Linked DNA regions of Zea mays: region 2 is linked to region 1. Evidence: chromatin contacts called from public Hi-C data. All regions are on one chromosome and are shown on one strand. The core of a region is the stretch at or near the end of the contact, and the rest is flanking DNA. Distances in the headings are between cores, read along the strand shown. Region 1 holds the start of LOC100193027 (AP-1 complex subunit gamma-1). Region 2 holds the start of LOC100272420 (putative protein kinase superfamily protein).

Evidence for each region. A called contact is a pair of places that touch in the nucleus more often than the background predicts.
Region 2: a Hi-C map of bundle sheath shows a contact between it and region 1, with 1.9 times the contacts expected there. The contact joins the promoter of LOC100272420 here to the promoter of LOC100193027 in region 1. A contact is called at or near these places in 2 of 25 Hi-C or Micro-C datasets (bundle sheath and leaf).

The regions. Positions count from the first base shown.
Region 1 is chr9:17,668,706-17,674,080 of Zm-B73-REFERENCE-NAM-5.0, reverse strand. LOC100193027 (AP-1 complex subunit gamma-1) reads left to right here and starts at 2,667. Exons shown (of 19, transcript NM_001358524.1): 1 at 2,667-2,808; 2 at 2,903-3,205; 3 at 3,288-3,429; 4 at 4,355-4,528. The coding sequence starts at 2,765.
Region 2 is chr9:17,807,458-17,812,832 of Zm-B73-REFERENCE-NAM-5.0, reverse strand. LOC100272420 (putative protein kinase superfamily protein) reads left to right here and starts at 2,617. Exons shown (of 4, transcript NM_001146897.1): 1 at 2,617-2,845; 2 at 3,418-3,562; 3 at 4,263-4,525; 4 at 4,631-5,375. The coding sequence starts at 2,769. The coding sequence ends at 5,273.

The DNA.
Region 1 (5,375 bases), core at 1,418-3,917:
TATGTCTGCATACATGGTCAATTTAATTCATGTGCCTTTATTTAGGAATTATGTCTGCAACAAGAAGGTTTCTGTGTTTATCAACAAATGATTGATTCATGTGCATTTATTTGGGAATTTATATGCCCCATACAGGAATAAATAATTGAAGAAGATGCAGTGAAATTTGTTTGCCGAGAAGCTAAGCAGATGCACTGAAGTCATCTTGTGTCATTCCATATCATGCTACATTGCCCTAACCTGCATTGCTTTCATTGATTTAGACGCTTTTTAATTTGTTGCATCGTTTGAATTGTAAGACCTTGTGATATTTTCTGAAGATTTGTATAAGTTTGTAATTTATTGTGATAGTCTTAGCATTTAAATGATACAATTGACATGACATTATTAAAATCATAAATAGAAGTATGTATGATACTGATGGTTATAATGTAGTGATGAAATAGTTATATTAAAATAACAAAATTTGTGTATGGCTAAGATCATAAATGGATTACAAAATATTTTCTCGACATATTTATACATAAGTTATCGTGTTATTATATGTTTCCGTTGCAACGCACGGGCATTTACCTAGTAGAGTAATAATCCTTTAAAATTTCTTCACTTTTCCTTTGTTCTAGAGGATGCCTAACATAGTAGAAATGGAGGTATTAGTCAACTAAGGACAGTGTTCGGCTAGGCGGCGACTAGCGCGCCTAGGCGCTAATCGGTGGGCTGCCGCGTAGCCTAGAGCTCTGTGCGGCGTTTAGGCGGGCCGGCGCAGCGCCTAGGCGGCGCTCAACCGCGCCTCCGCGGCGACTTTGCGGCGCGCAGGCGGGCGGCGGGAGCGCGCGGCAATTTTTTTAGCGCGCGCGCTGCTCCCGCTCGGTCTCCCTCCTCCACACGAGAACTTGCCTCCCTGCTCATCCCCTCCAGCTGCTCCCCTCCCTGCTCCCCCGCCGATGAGTTCTCCTCCCCCGTCGGCTGCTCCCCTCCCTGCTCATCCCCCTCCACAAGTCGCTCCCCTGCTAACCGCCTCCCTGCTTTCCTCCCCTGCTAACTTGGCCTCCCCTGTTTCCTACTTGTACAAGAGTAAGGATAGCCTGCGGTGTACAAGTGAAAGGTAGCCTGCGGTGTACAAGTGAAAGGATTAAGGATGTCATCAGAAACTGCAACTGCACCTTCTGAAACTGAAGCAGCTAGAGCGAATCTCCTAAAAAGAAATTCAGATGATGTTGGATGGGAATATGGTGTTCTTGTTGATGCTAACAACAAAGACAATGTGAAGTGTAAGTTCTGTGACAAGGATATGAGGGGAGGGATTTATAGGTTGAAGGAGCATCTTACCCATGTTGGAAAGAATGTGAAGAAATGCACGTCTGCAACACCGCAGGCTCTAGAGGCTAAAGAGAAGTGCAAGAAAGCAATAAAGGCTGCAAAAAGGAAGAGGGAGGGAAGACTGTTCGTGTGCTAGAACTTAGAGAGGAAGTGAATGTATCTAGGGTTGGAGAGGAGTTAGAAGAAGTCACTTGTGTTGGAAGCTCACAGCCTCACAAATTTTGTGTGAGACCTAAACTAAGAACTATGTGCTTGTGCTGTCCTTTATTTATAAATTGTGTTCTACACTTGTATTACTGTCATATCCACTTGTGTTGTAATTACCAGCTGCTGATATGATGTGCTCAATTGCTTATGAATGGGAGGCTGCTGAAATCATCCAGATAAGTCACAATTTAGTGTTTTCTATTTTTTTGATGAACAGCTAGCTGTCTATTGACTAATTTACTAACTACTAGCTGTCAAAATGTGTTGTAGCCTTGCAGGAGCTAGGAACATGCAAGAGTAAGCTCAGCTAGGAATCAGATATGTCTACTGGCCTTCTTTTTATAATTACTGCGAGTCTGTGACTCATATATAGTAGTTATATACGTATATATAGTTATATACATAATATATATAATTTATGGCTATATTGCCAAAACGTCTAGAAAAGCGCCTAAGACCGAGTACTCCCGACTAGGCGCTAGACAATGGGTCACCGCCTAGATTCCGCCTAGCGCCTAGCTGAACCTTGACTAAGGAGAATTGATCAATTGGATTTATGCTTAAGGATGTAATACAAAACATAAAGACATGTGTGTTCTGTTGATAGTTTTATGTGAGTTTAGAGACAACAATCATAATTTGAATTTTTATTTATATGTAACTTTAGTATTTTTACAATTTAAATAGGGAACCGTAAAACTAGGAAAATGATGTTTGAATGCATTAAAACGAATATTTAGTTGGCTACAAATGTCGAAAAAATAGCTAGCTAATAAATAGCTACATGTTATTAGCTAATTTATTAAAAGTAGCTAAATAACTAAACTATTAGCAAGATATGTTTAAATATTTTTAGCTAATTTTAACAACTAATAGTATGCAACTATTAGATTAATATATCAAACATGATCTTAGATCATCTTAATAGATCCTCTATTTCAAATTTTACCATAGAAACATTGTCCAATGGCGAAGTCCTACAGTGCAAAGACAGCCTACCACGGTCCACGGTGGTCTGAGATCAGAATAATCATCCCGTTGCCCACTAATCCCCTCGGAGCTTGGACTCTCAGACTAAACAAATCCGAAGCACAAAGCAGGGGCCTCTTCGCAAATCCCACCACCACCATCACCGCCTCCCAGATCCGCCTGGCCGTCCTCCTCGTCCGCCACTGCGGCGGTGATCCCTCGCCGCCCCGCCCTTGATACCGTCGAGAGGATCGTCGAGGACTTCGCCATGGACCTCGCCATCAATCCCTTCTCCTCCGGTACCCGCCTCCGGTGAGCAGTCCTCTCTCACATCGCGTCATCCCTCGTACGGACTCCTCGAATCTGCGCGTGGTGTAACGTAGTCGAGTGCGTTTATTCTTCACAGGGACATGATACGTGCGATACGCGCGTGCAAGACGGCAGCAGAGGAGCGCGCCGTGGTGCGGCGGGAGTGCGCGGCGATACGGGCCGCTATCAGCGAGGGCGACCAGGACTACCGGCATCGGAACATGGCCAAGCTCATGTTCATCCACATGCTCGGCTACCCCACACACTTCGGCCAGATGGAGTGCCTCAAACTTATTGCTGCCGCAGGCTTCCCCGAGAAGCGCATCGGCTATCTAGGACTCATGCTGCTGCTCGACGAGCGGCAGGAGGTCCTCATGCTCGTCACCAACTCTCTCAAGCAGTATCCACCCTGTCTGCACTTAACAGTTGTGTTTGTTGATTGTTATGCGTTGTTTCTGATTGTAATTACTTAACGTGGGCAGAGATCTTAACCACTCAAACCAGTTCATTGTTGGTCTTGCACTCTGTGCCCTTGGCAATATATGTTCTGCTGAAATGGCGCGTGATCTTGCTCCTGAAGTGGAGCGGCTGTTACAAAATAGGGACCCTAATACAAAGAAGAAGGTGCTCATTTTGACATGATAGTTTAGCCCCTAGTGAATTTTGTTTAAGTGCTTGTAATGATATTCCTGTTCCTGGAGTGTAGTAGTTCTGCTTCTAATTCAACAAACACAAAGTTAACTATTAATATGTTTCAAGGACCAGAACCAGTGTTATTAAAGCTACGTTTAAACGATGTTTAAACTAAGTTTAAACGTCAAAACTCTAATTAGAGGTTGAAATCACGTTTTGGCGTTCTAAACTGTAAAACGCAGTGTTTTATGCATTTTAGACCATTAGCTATTTTTGGGCCCGGTCTATTAGTTACTTTTGGGGTTCAATCCAGTTCATGGGTGAAGTTTTGGTAAACCACTAACCTCTCTGTTTTGATATTTAACTTCATATTATTGTCTGAAATTATGATATATTGGTATTTTTCCTATGTTGTTTAAAACTACGTTTAAACTTTTGTTTAAACGTTTAGGGCTGATTTGGTGACCCGGGATCCCGGGAGGATTGGAGGGGATTGAGGGGGAAATTAGTTTATTTCCCCCTCAATCCTCTCCAATCCTCCCGGGATCCCCTTGTCACCAAATCAACCCTTAAAAGTCAAAATTTCACCCATGAGCGTTCCAACGTTTTATCGTTTTAATAAGCTTGACCAGAACAATAGTTGCCATTTCACTATCTCAGCTGATAACACCACCAGACCCATGCTTAAGAGGTAAGTGATGAGTGATTGTACTGGAAAATCATACACATTAGGTATTAACTCTAATAAATTTGTCATTGGAGAACCCTTATCATCACTGTCCTCACTTGTGCCATGAACATTTCTAAGTTGGCACTTCCATCCATCTCCAATCACCAGTGCTTATCCTTTTTTGTTAGTTTGTGAAATGTGTGATATGGAGAGATCTCATTGATTGTTTAGCTCTTGTATTTTTAGGCCGCTTTATGCTCTGTGAGGATTGTACGAAAAGTTCCAGACTTGGCAGAAATTTTCATGAGTGCCGCCACATCATTACTGAAGGAAAAACATCACGGTGTTCTGATATCTGCTGTTCAGCTTTGCATGGAGCTATGTAATGCCAGCAATGAAGCATTGGAGTACTTGAGGAAGGTATGCATGACATGATCACAAGAGTAATACTCCCTCCGTTCTTTTTTATTTGTCGTTGTTTAGTTCAAAAATGAATTAGCGGGCGACAAATATTCGAGAACGGAGGTAGTACTTTTTTTCCTGGAGAACTGTCTACACTTAGGGGTGCTTGATTTGAGGAATGGGGCAATCCATCATCTTCTAACTTGTTTGGTTTGTGGAATGGAATGAGTTGATCCATCAGAATCTCATTCTTTATAAGCTAATAATTGAGGAGTAGAGAGGATGGACTCATGAAGTCATGATGCACTAGCACATCTAGGATGTGGTAGTTCCTCAAACCAAGCACCCTGTATCGTATGTAGTCTCAATGGTAGATAACAATGGCTTTTATTTTCATTACTTGTCCGTGTTACATACTGAAATTCTTGTGTGTTTTGCATACTTGGATGCCTGGGAACTAAGTTATTCTTGTTTTCATCACACCAGTAAAAAGACAACGTTAAAAGAACTTCAAGTTTTATCCTTAGTCTAAATTGATCCTGTCCATTTACTTTTGGAAACTTGGCATGGTCTTTTAGTTTATGTGACATGTCTGTTGTATGGACTCACAGCATCTGTCCTGCTTTAAATAACCTGGACATTTTATGTTTTCTCCTTTTACTATCTATGAAGCGTATGATGCTGTTGATTAGTCATTCCAACCTTTTGCTTGCCTCAATAGTCAATAGTATAATATATATTTTTGAACTAGCTGGCACTGATTTTTAGGAAAACACTGTAGCATTTGATCAATCTCAAATTGCCAACTGTTAGTTTTCTGTTATGTGTCTGAAATGGCCTGTAAGCAAGCAACAACATCATTAGC
Region 2 (5,375 bases), core at 1,368-3,867, 140 kb before region 1:
CGGAGCCGGAGGTGGAGGTTGATGAAGAATCGGTCTCGTAGTAGACCACTTTCCTCATCCTCTTTTTCTTGTCCCCACTCCGTTGCGGCTTGTGGGAGGAAGACTTCTCCTTCTTCTCTTTGTGTGAAGAAGATTTCTTCTCCTTCCCTTTGGAGGAGTCTTTCTTCTTCTCCTTTCCTTTGGAGGAGTCTTTCTTCTCCTTCCTCTTGGTGCGGGACTCTTCCGATGAAGTGCTCCCGTGGCTTGTAGTGGGCTTTTCGCCGGTCTCCATCTCCTTCTTGGCGTGATCTCCCGACATCACTTCGAGCGGTTAGGCTCTAATGAAGCACCGGGCTCTGATACCAATTGATAGTCGCCTAGAGGGGGGGTGAATAGGGCGAAACTGAAATTTACAAATATAAACACAACTACAAGCCGGGTTAGCGTTAGAAATATAAGCGAGTCCGAGAGAGGGCGTGAAAACAAATCGCAAGCGAATAATAAAGTGAGACACGTGGATTTGTTTTACCGAGGTTCGGTTCTCTCAAACCTACTCCCCGTTGAGGAGGCCACAAAGGCCGGGTCTCTTTCAACCCTTCCCTCTCTCAAACGGTCCCTCGGACCGAGTGAGCTTCTCTTCTAAAATCAAAACCGGGAACAAAACTTCCCCGCAAGGGCCACCACACAATTGGTGCCTCTTGCCTTGATTACAATGGAGTTTTGATCACAAGAACAAGTGAGAAAGAAAAGAAGCAATCCAAGCGCAAGAGCTCAAAAGAATACGGCAAATCTCTCTCGCTAATCACTAAAGCCTTGTGTGGAATTGGAGAGGATTTGATCTCTTTGGTGTGTCTAGAATTGAATGCCTAGCTCTTGTAATTGGTTGAGAAGTGGAAAACTTGGATGCAATGAATGGTGGGGTGGTTGGGGTATTTATAGCCCCAACCACCAAACATGACCGTTGGTGGAGGCTGTCTGTCGAATGGTGCACCGGACAGTCCGGTGCACACCGGACATGTCCGGTGCGCCAGCCATGTCACCAATGCCATTGGATTCCAACCGTTGGAGCTTCTGTCTTCTGGGCCCGCCTGGATGTCCGGTGCACACCGGACATGTACTGTTCAATGTCCAGTGCGCCAGTATGGGTGTGCCTGACTTCTGCGCACTTCTGGCGCGCATTGAATGCGCCTGCAGATGACCGTTGGCGCGAAGTAGCCGTTGCTCTGCTGGTTCACCGGACAGTCCGGTGAATTATAGCGGAGCAGCCGCTGCGTTTTCCCGAGGCTGGCGAGTTCCGGAGGCCGCTCTTCCTTGGAGCACCGAACACTGTCCGGTGTACACCGGACAGTCCGGTGAATTATAGCGGAGTGCCTCTGGAAATTCCCGAAGGTGGCAAGTTTAAGTTGGAGTCCTCTGGTGCACCGGACACTGTCTGGTGGTGCACCGGACACTGTCCGGTGTACACCGGATAGTCCGGTGCCCCAGACCAGAGGTGCCTTCGGTTGTCCCTTTGCTCCTTTGTTGAATCCAATATTTGATCTTTTTATTGGCTAAGTGTGAACCTTTTACACCTGTATAACTTATACACTAGAGCAAACTAGTTAGTCCGATTATTTGTGTTGGGTAATTCAACTACTAAAATTATTTAGGAACTAGGTGTAAGCCTAATTCCCTTTCAGGAACAAAATATTTCCTTTAGGAAAAAAAATGGACAACAAAGTTGAGCAGGCAATAATATGACAACTTGCTGCCCATGGACTGGCTGCTGCCGGGCTTTCGCGACGCCGTTGAGAAGGCCCGGGATTGGAACTCTGGCTATGGGCTATGGCCCTCTTTTTTTTTCTTCTGCTTCTTATGCATGTATGCGAAGAGATGTGTAGACGTTGCCTGGACAGTTGCCTCTCTTGTATGGGGCCAGAGCCAGCCCTAAACTCTGGGTACTCTCATGGAATTATTTGAGCCGAAGCCATTTGGAAACCTTGTGACAAATATGTGGAATAATAATATTTGTTATAGTTGATGTCAGATTTATTACGACGAAGAGTGAGAAGCCATATTACTATGATCCCGCCTGTCCAGTAGAACACATGGCTCTTCTAACTCCTCTCAAATTTTATACTCCAACTGTTTATTTTTAGTTGTCGCTGAATAGTTCAACGAAACAGAAGGAGTACCTACTCAATGAAAAAAAAACAGCTCCAACAAAATGCTGCGCTACTTGCCATCTCCTATAATTTGCCAGGGAGGACCAGTCGCTCCACGGCGAGCGGTTCACATCAATTTATTTATATTCATTCACGTTGATTTTTTTACATGTCCTTGATGCCAGGAATCGGTGCAGGTGAACAAAGCCAAGCCGTACACGCGTTCTTCCACTGATTGCTGTGGAGAACCGAAACATCTCGTATGGAATAATCCCCCTTCCGCTCCGCGTACCAGACGGCCGGCCCTAGTGTAGTGATGGTGGTGAACGTTGTGGTGGTTACCCGTGTAACCAACCCCCATCACCAGCTCCAGCAGGATTTGCCCCGCACGGCAAGCAGCGGCGTGGGCTGCCGAATCCCCAACCCAACCTGCGTCGGCGCGTGGGAATGGCGAGAAAAAGGCGGCGAACAGGTCACTCACGCACACCGAAAGCGCAGCTGCGAGGCTGGTCTCCGCTGTTACGTCTCTGCCCGCCTCTCCCCCACCCCTCCTCTGGTCCAAGTCCCCCCACCGCAGCGGCCACCACTCCATCCGAGTCTCTTCGACTCCAAGCCGTTCCGCTCCCCCTGTTCCGCGCGACGCCGATGCACCCCAAGCTGCCGCGGGCCGCGCGCAGGCTCCTCTGCTGCGGCGGGGCCGCCGCGTCCCCGGAGGAGGACCTGTAAGTCGCCAGCTCCTCGTCCTGCCCCCCAGCCCCGCTTCGTTTCTCTCTCCCTTCTGTGTTTCTCTGGGGTTTGCTCAAGCCCACCGCGTTGTGTGAGCTCGGCGATCGGTGTTGGATGTTCTGAGGATCGTCGGGGACTCGGGGCGGGGGGCATGATCACGTGAACATGACGGCGAACTCCTCGCACTTGGTCGCTCTAGTGAATTTGCCAAATACGTACGTAGTAAGTAAGACACCTTGTTTGGTTTTAGCGCTACTGCTTGTACTACAAACGTTGGCGGTGGGATTTGGGTGCAAAGTAAAACGCTGCGGGCTTTAATTTATTCTGTTCCTCAGCTTCAGAAATAGCTATGAAACGGTGTGGAAATTCGGCATGTTGCCATGCTGGTCATGTCCGATGAACCATCCTAATATTCAGATTTTTCTTCTATGGATTAGGAAAATTTGTTCTAGGGGCAGCACAGGGGGGGTTTGCAGTGGAACTGGATACGAGTTCACGTACTGTGTATGCTTGGAAGGTCATTTGGTAGTAGCTCATCATGACGTATTTAATTGCTTTGGTTTGTAAGGTCTGACGAAGGAAGGCGATCGTTGAGGTGGGTGTTCTCGTTGAGAGAACTTCGATCAGCAACAAACAGCTTCAATTACGATAACAAGATCGGAGAAGGGCCACTTGGGAGCGTGTATTGGGGGCAAGTCTGGGATGGTTCTCAGGTTCCTGCTGCTCCCTACATCTTCATACTTGCTGAGAATTAAAATTTCAACTCTACGCCTTTTGTTTTCTTGCCTGTCAGTTCACCCAGTCACAGTTATTTTTTGGGACATTGACCTTTGATTGCGTTATTATTAAATAACCAAACAACTGGCTTCTGTTTCCTTTTGTTTTGTTTTGGGACATTGATCTTTGATTGCGTTATTATTAGGTAGTTTGGATATGTTGTCATTGGGAAGTCAACACAAACACACACACACAAACATATAAGCGTGCGTGCGTGCGTGTGAACTGGCTACAGGTTTGCATATCTCCATCTTGTGTAAATAAAAAAGAAAAAAAATGCCTGCATTAGCCTGTCATGGTGGCAGCTATTGGACGTGGCCCCTTTTTAGAATTATGATTGAGGTCTCATGTTCCTGCAGAGTAACCTTGTTTTTAGGCATTGTGGAAGAAAAAAACCCAATACAATGCTTAATAGACAAACCCATCTCTTAGGTATGATATGTTCTGTGTCTACATATATTTCTTTTTTATATGTAGCTTTGTCTATACTATGCAAATTGAGTGGTTGGGAATACTGTGACAACGTGTCATTCCATGCGTCATTGTCCGTATCCAGCTTTGTATATATTATATAAAAACTAGGTTGAACTCAATGCAGCCTATTGGTTGACTTCACAAAAACCTTCGTTCATGCAGATTGCTGTCAAGAGGTTAAATAACGCAAAGAACGGCACAGAAGCCGAATTTGCTTCAGAAGTCGAGATACTGGGAAGAATAAGACACAAAAACCTCCTGAGCTTCCGTGGATACTGTGCGGACGGACCCGAGCGCGTTCTGGTGTACGACTTCATGGCAAACTCAAGCCTGTATGCACATCTCCATGGACCGCATTCCGCGGAGTGTCTCCTCGACTGGCGGAGGCGAGCGTCTATCGCCATGGGCACCGCTCGGGCTCTCTTGTCAGTGAACAACAACGAACCGTTCTCTATTATCTTTGTTCGTAGCAGAATAACATTGATAATCCACGCGCTGTTGATCTAAATAACTCAAGTACTTTCTCATAGGTACCTTCATCGCCACGCAACGCCTAAGATAATCCACGGAAGCGTCAAGGCCACCAACGTGCTGCTGGATTCAGACTTCCGGGCGCACGCTGGCGATTTCGGTCTGGCAAGGCTTATTCCCGACGACGGAACGGACCACGAAAAGATAGCCAGCAGCGAGAGCCAGCGAGGCTACCTTGCTCCCGAGTACGCCGCCATGTCCGGCAAACCAACTGCAGGCTGCGATGTATACAGCTTCGGGATCATACTGCTGGAGCTTGCGAGCGGCAGAAGGCCAGTCGAGAAGTCGGGTTCTGGCAAGGCTTGTGGAATCCGAAGCTGGGTGCTCCCGCTCGCAAGGCAGGGCAGGTACGACGAGATTGCGGACTCAAAGCTGGGCGACAAGTTCTCTGGACCTGAGCTGAGAAGGATGGTGTTGGTCGGTCTAGCGTGTACACGTTCAGAACCTGAAAAGAGACCCACGATGCTTCAAGTCGTGCCGTTGCTGAAAGGCGAGTCGAAAGAAACGCTTGTTAAGCTTGAAAGGGAGGAGTTGTTCAGCCCAGACTCGACGACGGTGAGTTCGCAGGGAACACCGACCCCAGATGGGAGCACGGACTCTGCGCCGCCGCTGAAGAAAGATAAAGAACTGGTTGGGGCGTGAGTTGCGATATATTGCTGTTCTAGGAGATTGTAGAGTGCGTATTTGTGGTATTGATGATTAGTCTGTGCGGTTTGACGTGAATGGGAATTGTATAGGCATTGT